Regions from separate parts of the Mus musculus genome. Here regions 2 and 3 are each linked to region 1. The links are chromatin contacts, called in public targeted proximity ligation maps. All regions are on one chromosome and are shown on one strand. The core of a region is the stretch at or near the end of the contact, and the rest is flanking DNA. Distances in the headings are between cores, read along the strand shown.

The links.
Region 2: a targeted proximity ligation map of trophoblast stem cells shows a contact between it and region 1, with 10 read pairs. A contact is called at or near these places in 3 of 484 Hi-C or Micro-C datasets (embryonic stem cells, reprogramming fibroblasts and trophoblast stem cells), 7 of 130 datasets of targeted methods (the NIH/3T3 cell line, bone marrow-derived macrophages, embryonic fibroblasts and 3 more) and 1 of 9 other capture datasets (embryonic stem cells).
Region 3: a contact with region 1 is called in a targeted proximity ligation map of pancreatic cancer cells. A contact is called at or near these places in 4 of 130 datasets of targeted methods (cardiomyocytes, extraembryonic endoderm stem cells, pancreatic cancer cells and 1 more) and 3 of 9 other capture datasets (adipose tissue, embryonic stem cells and liver).

The regions. Positions count from the first base shown.
Region 1 is chr19:36,407,666-36,411,569 of GRCm38.p6, reverse strand. It overlaps Pcgf5 (polycomb group ring finger 5), which reads right to left and starts at 1,822. Exons shown (of 10, transcript NM_001368691.1): 1 at 1,661-1,822.
Region 2 is chr19:36,241,036-36,245,057 of GRCm38.p6, reverse strand. All of the region lies in intron 1 of Gm32027 (a long non-coding RNA gene), which reads left to right. Gm46664 (a long non-coding RNA gene) reads right to left here. Exons shown (of 2, transcript XR_001782714.1): 2 at 1,735-2,115. It overlaps LOC115489009 (a long non-coding RNA gene), which reads left to right. Exons shown (of 3, transcript XR_003952857.1): 2 at 2,814-2,866; 3 at 3,595-4,022. Among named protein-coding and RNA genes, the nearest start is that of Gm46664, 7.1 kb to the right of the region's middle.
Region 3 is chr19:36,206,383-36,209,934 of GRCm38.p6, reverse strand. All of the region lies in intron 1 of Gm32081 (a long non-coding RNA gene), which reads right to left. Among named protein-coding and RNA genes, the nearest start is that of Gm32081, 24 kb to the right of the region's middle.

The DNA of each region.
Region 1 (3,904 bases), core at 573-3,072:
AACATGATGTGCATGTCCCCTCTTCAGACAGATACCCTCCGGGCAGGGCATCTGACATTCTGCTATCAGGTTTATTCTATTTATTTATTACAGTTAGTACTTCTCAAATAGAAAAAATAAAAAGTCGGCGCTTCCTCTCTGTAAACAGAAAAAGCATGTAAGGTTTTTAGCCTGTCCCATGAGATGTAAACCACATTCCTAATTGGTTTCCATTGCAAACTGACTCTAACCTTTCCTTCAACACTTCAGGTACACTGACAGGACCACTCTTCCCACCATATAAACTCTGCAGGCTCCTATCTTCTGTCCAACATGCCTTTCCTCTTCATCACTGCACCATCCTTGTCCCTGTGTCCCTCTCTGACACTATCCTCACTGTAATCCCTATTTGCTAATGCTTACTTCTCCCCAGTTACTTTTTTTCACTGATTTAACATTCATTCATTCATTCATTCTTATTTTTCTGGGCTGGGTTTCTTATAGCCCAGGTTGGCATACAACTCCTGGTTTAGAGGGGATGACCTTCAATTTCTGATCCTCCTGCCTCCTCCTCCTTTAGCATGCCGGTAATACAGGTGTGACCCACCACTCCCAGTTTGCACTGTGACAGGGATCAAACTCAGGCACAGTGCATGTTAGGCAAGCACTCTACCAAAATTCATTCTTTTTTTCCTCTATTAGTGAGAAAGTTCTAACAGATACCAGCCACAGTTAGTCTCAAGTAGCTATTTATTTCATTGCTTTATTTGTAAGATAAAAATAAGAGCTCCAGCGACCTAGAAAGGCGATGATTAAATGAAATAGTGAACAGTGAAAACTGAAGAAATGTCATTAATTCTTCTTAGAATTTTACTAATCACTAGCTTGTTAGGTTATTTAAAAAGTTTTGCAAATTCCCTACAAGAAAGATGACCTTAGAAAACAATGAAGATGCTGATTTCAGTAGGTTCATCCTACACGAATCTCACTCATTAGGCAGAAACTTTTCCACTACCTTGGCTGTTAACACATAGGCGAGTATAAAATAACTGGAAAAGTCTAGAAGGCATCATTCCAGCAGCACACCCTCACTGTGAACGTTCAGGGTATAAGCTCGGAGCGTCTACTCCTTGGGAAAATAGTGTCAAGGATATGACAGAAAGTGTAATTTAATTAATTGCAATGTCGGGGTTCTGGCCTTCGTGACCTTCAGCAAAGCATTAATATCCTCGCCTGGGTCCCCGCTCCTCTCTCGACTTTCCCTTGCTCCCAGGACTTACGTGAGCGCTCGCTCGAGGCAAACCGGTGGGAAACGCAGTCCCAATCCCAAGCCCAGAGCCCTGTCACCCCGACACGGAAAGGAAGCGAGCGCTTGCGGTGTCGCGCGGCCGGCCGGCGGCAACTTTTCCGCGTCAGCCGGCGCGGGTCCCGGAGGTTCGAGCCCTTCACCGCCGGGCAGGTGCTCGGCTCAGGAGCCGGGGCTACTCGCGCGGGGACCACGGGACAGGACGAGTCTCCGCGGGCCGGCCGCGCCGCCCCCGAGCGCTGCCCCGAAACCCCGCGCGCCCGCCCCGCCCCCGAGCGGCTCCGGCTCCAGCGCCCGGCGCGGCAGGTGTCTGGGGCGCCGCGGCCGCCGGCGCAAACTTGGCGCGCGGCCGGGCCGCCCCCGCGCGGTACCTACCCAGCGGCCGCCGCCGCTCTTCAGCCCGCCGGCGCGCCCGCCTCCGAGCCCGGGAAAGCGAAAGAGAAACAGCGCCCGCCGCGGCCTGTCTGGTCCCCCGCGCCCTGTCCGCCCTCCCCCAGCAGGCGGGAGCGCGCGGGCTCCGCGGGGCCACTCGGCTCTGGCGCGATAGGGCGCGGCGGGCCTCGGGGCCAGGCCGGTGCCGCCTCCAAGGGCAGCTCCACCCACCTCCAACCGCCAGAGCCGCCCGCCTGCCCGCAGGCCACGCCTCTCTCGCCGACCACGCCCCGTCCCCACGCCCTTTCCTCGTGGGCCACGCCCCTTCCCGCCGGCCACGCCCCCAGCCCACGCCCGCCGGCTCGTGCTCCTCCTAGGCGCCTGGGACACCCTGAGTGCCCTGCCCCCCACCCTTGTTGCTCCTGTGTGACACGTAGCTGTGGCCGAATTTTATCTCCGTTCTTATCCTCGCCATCCCTCTCAGGGTTGTTTTCAGTCTTAACAATGACCAGTACGCTTTGCCTGGCCGGTTCAAAAGCAATGGTCAGCGTTGAGCACTGAGTCACCTCACTGAATTTTCTCCTTGGGGCGGTGAGATGGCTCAGCCGGTAAAGGCACTTGAAGCCATGCCTGAGGAGACTTGCTCAGTCCTCAGCATTCAACGGAAGGAGAGAATGGACAGAACGACCCCTGCAAGCTGTTCTCTGACCTCTATAGGTCAGAGGACAAACTCACAAACATTCATATAAATAAATATAACTTAAGACATCGAAGAACAGTTTCATAGGAGGCATTGTTCTCCACACTGGACCCACGAGGCCGTACTGGACATGAAGACACTGGCTTGCAATGAACCTTATTTAGAAATCACCATTGAACTTGTAGCAGTATGATAGGTCTAGCAATCAGAATCACTGACAAATACAGGTAAAGTGGTAAAAATTTATTGCTGTTTGCAAGGTTCAAAACAAACAAAAACCCCAGTGCTCTTTCTAGTGGACTTTGAGACTTCGGAGACACCATTCATTAACAGAAAAGGAGGATTCCTTGAAAGGTGACCTATACTCCTCTCCTACTGCTTTCCCCAAACTCATAAATTCCTACTGAGCATAACTTAGACCCAGTACTTCACTTCTTAGAAGACTATAATCTAGGATCCCTAGGATCCTAGGCAAAGCAAGGTAGCCATCACTTACTAACCAAATATCAAAGGAGAATTCTCCAAAGCGCAAGCTGCAAAGTAACCTTCAATCTTGCACACCAGAAAGAGAATCAGGGCTGCAGTTCCAGCATCTCTTTTGTACGAGCCAGAGCAAAGGTGGCTGAAGAATTCGGAGAGAATGCAGAGCATTCGCTTTATCTCCTCCAGACAGGCAGAACCTCTGGCTAGTGACAGATTGCGGAGGTGACTTCAAGAACAAAACAACAATCCAGGCGTGCACAGGTGTCCAGAGATATACCTCAAATTTAAAATGCACGGGGCAGAACAGGATGCCTTTAAAACTAGCCATTTTTATAACTAAACAGGTAAATTAGATGCAGGTAAAACAAATTCATTTGAATATCGCTGCAGGAAGAATACAGAGCTTTAAGTGATTATAATCCTCTTAAGGACCCCTTTTTGAAACTCCGACTCAAGGTTGGGATGACTTCTGCAAGACACAGTAATTACAGTAAGCAAAAGAAAACAAGTCAAGTGACTGTAGGCTTCATGTCTTTCATACTGAATGTATCCAAATGAGAAAAGCCAACCTATTTCTAGTATATTTAAAATAGGCAATGGGGCCAGGCAGTGGTGGCTCACACCTTTAATCCCAGCACTTGGGAAGCAGAGGCAGGCGGATTTCTGAGTTCGAGGCCAGCCTGGTCTACAGAGTGAGTTTCAGGACAGCTGGGGCTACACAGAGAGAAACCCTGTCTCGAAAAACCAGAATAAAATAAAATAGGCAATGGATTGCACACTAAGTTCTATTAAAATGTGAAATGGAAGATCCTGTTATATACACTGTAGCACACACACAATGGCCTAATATTGTTCTAGTTTGTGTCTGCAAGTGTTTTAAATGTCTTTTCCAGGAGTACAAACATTGAGAACTCCGAGAGGAATGCAGTTGGTGATCGGTAAGTGAGCTGCCCAGTATTTTCAGAAATGATCTTGGACTCGGACTCCGGGAGGACATACCCCAGCAAAGGAGGGAGAGAGGGAGTGCTGATGCCAAAGCCCTACGCAGTCCCCTGCGGTGGCCG
Region 2 (4,022 bases), core at 1,223-3,722, 170 kb after region 1:
TGTTTTCTGTTGTTTGAAGGCATCCTGAAAGATTCAGCGTCTTATAGATACAGACAGCTGAGCATCGTGTTCCTGTAGCAGGCATATATCTGAAATGGATGGAGATGTTTCTGTAACAGCCAGAGACTGGCTGGATGTTGGACCAGATTCATGTTGGGTCTTAGCATATTTGCAGCCACTGTGATTTAAAGATTCTGAAAGACCTCCGAAGGGAGACCTTCACTCAAGTCTTGGGATAATAGTAGACCCCCAAGAACTCATGAGAGATCAAACTTGATGTAAACCACACAAGGCTTTATTTGGAGAAAGCCAGAGCTCTGGGGACGACTCGTATCCCATGCAGGGGTAGAGGAGTCGACCCCGAGGGGAAAGGGTTCCCAGTTTTTATAGGTCCTCAGGGGGGAAGGAGGAGGGAGTAGGGGATTTCCAGATCTAAACAATGTCTATTCTAAAATGATTTATTTCTCAAGAAATGGGTATGGGAGGGAAACAAGGAAAGAGTCTAATGAAGGTGCAGTAACTCCGGATTGGCCCCGACTGTGGTTGCTGGGGAGATTTTCTGACTCTATCCCAGCAACCAATATCACAAACACCTGGCAGTGAGGTGCAGCAGTGGGCACACAAGGAACGGTCAGAACATTGGTAGACACACGGGTTCTAGGAGCAGCCAGAGCATTGTGCACCTCTATTATTCTAAATAATGAAATCTATTTTGCCAATTTCAGGGCTTCTGTGACCTTTTACATTCTGTCAAGATCTCTCAATTCACCACCAGATGGTCTGTCAGATCTTAAGGGAGAGTGAACAAGAAGTGTTGGAATTAATGAATTGTGAACAGGGCTTACGGTTCCTTTTGCATTGCTCACACAGTGAGTAAGACCACACTGTGGTACAGCTTGTGACACAGCAAAACAGAAGGAGAGGTAGGCTTACATACATAAAGTCAAAGTGAAAATATTTCAACTATATCCATTCATTTAGTGAACATTCCATTAATACGTATTGACCATCTGCGCTTTGGGGAGTTCTGCACTAACTTGTAGAGATGCTGCCCTGAAATAATCAAGGCAGATTAATTACTACCTGACCTCATGGACCTAAGGATCTCAAAACTACAATGGGGCTCTGATAACTGTCATTGCATTTCTGCTGAGGTCCAGGTAATGCTGGTGGCCAGTCATAGAGAAGTCAGTCTAGTATACAGTCATGTACAGTGCACACTACTTCATAATAATGACTACACTGCTGGTCTATATTTATTATATACATTGTGTTATTATTTTAGAATGCTTACTTACTAAAATACGTTTATGAGCCGGTAAGATGACTCAGTGGGCAAAGGCATCTGCAGCCAAGCCCGAGGACCTGAGTTCGATCCCTGCAAACCACATGCTGTAAGAAGAGAGCCAAATCTAGAAAGTTTGTTTTCTGACCTCCAGATGCATGCCCTGAAACATGCCCGGCCCTCATAAATAAATAAAAAAATTAAAGTATACTGTAAAGCACGTATAGCATGTGGTATTACACCAGCAGAGAACTTATACATCCCATGCTTACCAAGTTGTTTAATTGTATCATTTTCTGTTGTTTGATTTAATCTCATTTTAAAATTCCATAATGCCCTGGGAGCCAAGGGCCTCTGTGTGTGTGTTGTAAGACCTTAGTGGTGGAGGGGCGGGGGGGGGGGGGTTCAGTATGCTTTGTGATTTTCACAGAATAACAACAATCAGCCAATGATGTAGTCTTAGTTTTCTTCCTATTGCAGTGCTAAAATGCTGACCAAAAACAGCAAGGGAGGGAAGGGTTTCTTTCAACTAACACTTCAGGCAATAGTCGGTGACTGGATGAGGTCAGGGGAGGAGCCCCAGGCAGGCATCTGGAGGCAGGAACGGAAGCAGAAGTCAGAGGAATGCTGCTTACTGCATTGCTCTTCATGGGCGTGGCTTGCTTAGTTATACAACTTAGAACCTCTGCCCAGGAGTGGCATTGCCCGCAGTGGGCTGGTCTCTCCCACGTCAGTCATTAATCAAAATGCTGTCCACAGGCCACTCTGATGGAGGAGGTGTTTCTTCAGTTGAGGTTCTCCTTGCCCAGATGACTCAAGCTTGGGTCAAACTGATCAAAAAACAAAACAAAACAAAACAAAACAAAACACCGCAAGCAACACAAATGAGTGTTTCAGAACACACTGAGCACTTCTTTCTAGTTGGGGACCTTATTACTAGTTCAGAGGCATGAAATTGTTCCTCTGGGGAAAAGCCAATATTCTAGCCCATGGAACAGTAAATCTTTTAGGTAAACTGATATACAGTAGCTGTGCATTCACCTATTCCACCTCATATAATTTTAATAACTTTGAAATAAATGCTACTGTAAACCAGACAGACACCTGCATTCTTTGGAGTGCAAGGTTATCAGTTAGAGAGGTTGGGCACACCCCTTCCGCTTCCCTTGTGGTTCTCCGTTGTCAGGGTGACTTAAAGACGTGAGGCTGTCTCAGGGCAATGTGTGTCACTTAGAAGATCTTGTGTTTACTGTTTTAAGGTAGGAAGGAAGACAAAGCTACTGGCCCTTCAGGACATCTTGACTTCTTTTGGCTTTCATCCTAAGGTTGTTGGTTTTTTTGTTTTGGTTTGGTTTTATTTGTGTTTTTTTTTTGTTGTTGTTTTTTGTTTTTTGTTTGTTTTTTTGAGACAGGGTTTCTCTGTGTAGCCCTAAGGTTGTTGTTGCTTTGATGTCAATCCTCAGCGCTGCATGAAATATACCCTAATTTGACTTGGCTATCCAGCACATGCATTCTGTTTTCTTTCTAGGTCAAACCTTCCTTCGCTGACCTATGCACTATTTCCAGTTTCATTTTTTTATTGTGAGTATCTTTTGTTAAGAATAAGCATTATGCAATGTGTGCTTAGTCATGTCTATATGTGTGTTCTTGAGGTATGGGGCCATCTCATTATGCGCATCTTCTCTTTAAGCAAATGAGTGTTTCTTTATGTAAATGAGCACCTCTGTATATAAATGAACATTTCTTCACTATCCCAATGGGGACTTTAAAGGAGTCACATCCCCAACCCACAAACCCCACAGAAGTGAGGGTCAAATTTTATAAACATTGCTTTTCTCACTGGAGTAACATACGCAGTCCAGCATTTTTTCAGAAGTTGAGGAAGGAGCAAGGTACTTGATGGATAGAAGTTGAGGCAGAGTGATTTAAGGCCCATTAATAATTTTCATCTAAGACATATAAATTGTAACACTTGCATTGAGTTCTATGGAGTTCACCTATGGGATAGCTTCGGTTCCTAGTTAGCCTCGTTGCCAATATTCTTATGAAGGTCGGAGCCCATAGATTCTCATTAGATAATAAGATGATGGCTTACGCAAGTGAGTGTAAGAATTGTTTTTCTTGTCCTTCTGGTAACCTGGTTCTGTGAAGCAAATAATGAGGTCTTAGTAAATTGGTCTCCGTCCAGGGTTGAGGCCAATCCACATTAAAGGGCAACTTAGTCTTCTCTGTTGCTATGCTAAACACCATGACCAAAAAAACGACATGGGAAGGGAAGGATTCACTTGGCTTACATGTTCTCGTTACAGTGGATGAAATCAATGTGGGAACTCAGGAAGGGGCAAAGGCAGAAACCATGGAAGAAAGCTGCTTCCTGGTTTGTTCTCCATGGCTTGTTCTTCTTGCTTTCACATACCACCCAGGACTATCTGACCAGAACTGCTTGAGTCTACTTAAGTCACTTCCCAATCGGTAGTCCCGACCTTGGCTCCTAGCCACCCGCTGCGTCCTGCTGGCCCACCTCTTCCACCTGGGCAGCGGAAGAGTAGCCAAGCAGAAGAGACCCTGCAGCCTACCTTGCTCTGGCTTCCGGTCGCCCTTGGAGAGCGGCAACTCATTGGCAGCTTCGCCTAGGTCAGAACCCTACAGATTGCCCACGGATAGCACCCAGTATGAAGAACAGGGCTACTGCTTCCAGGGGAATGGGCTCTCCCACATCAATCATTAATCAAGAAAA
Region 3 (3,552 bases), core at 560-3,059, 200 kb after region 1:
TACAGAGTGAGTTCCAGGATAGCCAGGACTACACAGAGAAACCCTGTCTCGAAAAACAAAAACAAAAACAAAAACAAAAACAAAAACAAAAACAAAAACAAAAAAACAAACAAAAAGAAAGAAAGAAAGAAAGAAAGAAAGGAAGGAAGGAAGGAAGGAAGGAAGGAAGAAAGAAAGAAAGAAAGAAAGAAAGAAAGAAAGAAAGAGAGTGAAGAGAGAAAGAAAGACAGACGTGTGAAACACACAGATGGGACAATGATGGTATCATATGGTATCCAATAGCGAGTTAGAGTCCAAAGAGAGAATGCTAAGGACTTGGGGTGGCAAGCACACAGACTAAAAGTGCAGTAACCATGACTTGTCTTTACACACAGAACATACTCCACTAATGTCGCTGGCTAGTGGAACTGTGTATTTAGATAACACTGTTTTTGTGACTGTCAAACATACAATTCGGGTCCATATGTGTGCACGTATGCATGTATGTGTAGGCAAGAGGTCATTGTTGAATTTCTTCCCCAAACGCTCTGTCCTACATTTTTTGAGACAAGGTCTTTTGCTGAATATGAAGCTACAATTTGTGCTAGTCTGGCTGTGCAGCAAGCCCTGGGGCTCCTCCTGCCTCCTCTTCTCCCATGCTGGAAACGCAAGCACATGTAGCTGGCCTGGCTTTTATGTGAGGGGTGGAGATGTGGATTCATGTCCTCATGCATGTGTGGTAAGCACTTTATTGGCTGAGGCAGCTCCCCAAAATTTCAATTTTTAATAACATATATGAATGTGTTGCTTCATAGGTTGGGTCATAACAATCTTTACTGTTTAAATTTTCAGATAAAAAGCTCAACCCTCCCCTTCCCACCCCCCCCAAAAAAACCCCAAAAAACAAAAACCAAAACTCAACCAACCATCCAACTAGATACTCCTCTGTACTTCAAAACCTAAGGAGCCTGGCCTTCAAGATGGTGAATTTTCAAATTCCGCAAGTCAGTCCTTTCCCCATGAAATGGGAGCTCCAAGCTGGACACAAAGAGACCAATTCTCCTTCCTCATGAGGTATAAGAGATTGAGAAACTGATCTACCAGACTGGTAGTGGGGCCAATTAAAATTGAAAAAAATTACATTTCTCCTAGAGATTATTAAATAGTGAATTTTCAGTCCAGTTGTGTCCCCCTGCCTCGTTGTCACTTGTGCTGGCAGAGGAAGGACACATCATCTAGACCTTATTCACAGGTCTGCTTTTGACGTGTCTCAAATTTAAATGAATGGAGCCAGTTTCTCTATTTCTGGTGATTTCCCTGTGCACAGCCTTGCTGTCTGCCAGGGCTGCTGGGAAGGGAGAAGCTGGAGGAGTGAGGATGCTTAAATAAAAACAGTTCTATTTTTGGCACACTTTAATGACAATCCTGTCTAAGAAATATTTTTTCCTACAATGCCTTTCCATCCGGTGTCATTGAAAGTGTTTGTAATTCCAGCGAAGGGCTGTGGCACTGGATGCTAATCAATGAACGGCTGGTGTGCTTTTCTATGAATGTGGCTCTTTTTCTTTCTTTCTTTTTTCATTTTTTTTTTTTTTTAATATTTACCAGTGACAAAGATGTGTTCTTCAGCCCAGGCAATGTTACCATTCATGCCTGGCTAATAAAGGAAGAAATGCCTGGGGAAGCTCACCCTGGTGGCAGAGGGGAGGAGGACCTATTTTAGGTCTTTGGGATATTTTATTGTCTTCGGGCCTTCCCTGTGAGTCACAGGATAGAAATTTGAGGCAGAAGTGCATCAGCGTCTGGGCTGAAAACTGTTTGGGCTGCAGTGCTGGAGATGTGTGTATGCATTCCTTGCTTGTAGGTTCTGGCTGCTTCCTGCTCAGTGCGCAGGGATGCAATGCCTGCCTTCTGTTCCTTTAAATTCCTGTAGTTGGACGTTGTCAGGATTTAGGGTGGGGTCAGCCTAGGGTCATTTTTAGCCCCAATAAAGGTCTGTTTTATTAAAAGCCCTCTGGTCCCTTGCCTGTTTACTGCTGCCCCGGGACAACACTTCCTTTATCTCTTTCTGGCTCACTCCCAAAGAAAGCAGGGAGACTCGCTATGGCTTGGAGTCCAGTTTCCATCTCCAGGCTGGGCTTGTGGGGTTTGGTGGCTCAAAATGAGCATGTGCCGGAGCACAGCATGTAGGATTGAATTTCACCCCCACTCCATACTCTTAGTGTTTAGAAAGAAATGATGAAGTTTCCGACTCATTCTGTTGAGCAGTTTCTTCTACGTTGTGGTTTTTTTTTTTTTTAAACGGGGTGCTATATGATGTCGGTCAAACATACTCCCTCCCTTCTGGTGACCACACAACTTGTGTTAGAGCTGACAACCACATCAAACCTTCCTTCCCCATACATCCATTAGCTCGAGTATTTCGTCACAGCAATGACAACCTGACTAACACATTCATGAAAGCTGTATCTTGCTTTTACTTAGAGGCAGTCAATCTGGAAGTTCCCTCTAAGATGTGGGGAATAAAGGCTGTGAACATGGAGAGAGGGTAGCTGGGGACCTGGCAATGGGAGCTGTGATTTTTAGATGAACTCTTACCAACGTTCACACTCGTGAATCTTACCTTGACACTCACTAAGCTAACATGTGAGGTCTACCATAGAGTGGACCATCTTCCACGTGGTCTGTTTGGTAGAGGAGAGAAAGGTAAACGCTGGCTGGAGTGGATGCAAAAGTGGAACTGGAGTGAGGAAGGAGGACATATTGTGGGGTAGAGGGGCGAGTAGATAAGAGCTGGTCAGGCTGGAGATGTGTGTGGGGCGGGGGATCATCTAGGGCTTCTTGTGGTGAAGTCAAGAGGAAGATGACACAGCCGGGAAAGGACAGGAGGGATGGCCCCTATAGGGGATCCCACACATCTTTATCCGTGTAGACGTCTGGCAGGTGAGATCCAGAGTCATGAAAGAGGTGAAGAATTTCCAGTCAAAGCTACGTCTCTTGCTGTAGTTTGTATCTGGAACACCCTCTAATGGTCGCACACTGAAGTCTTTGTTTTCAGCCCTTGACTTTATTTGGGAGACTGTGGAATCTTTAAGAGGAGGGCCTGTTGGGAGGATGTTCGGTCAGTGGGATTGTACCCTTAGAGGGGATCTAGGGTACCGGCCTTGTCATTCTTTCTCTTTGCTCCTCAGCCACAACGAGGGAAGCAAATTCTTCTGGCCCGTGCTCCCACCATGGCGTCTTGCCTTACCAGAGGGCCCAAAGTCTATTGAGCATCCATTAAAATCTCTAAAGCCATGCCCCAAACTAACCTTCTCTCCTTATAATTTGGTTGCCTTGTATATTTTTGCAATAGTATGGTGTGCTAACAATTCCATAGAGGGATTTCTTAGCATAAAAAGGAAGGAAGACCCTATGAGAAGGGTTTATAGAATGTGCATAGTTCTTAACCCAGCTTCCAAGTAAAGCACAAAGGCCTGGTCCTCTCTTTCTTCCCCAACCCTAACAGCCCAGTCTTCACTTAGGAATCCAGGACATTTTCTGGCCTTGGCTTTAGTATAATTTGTTATTGTT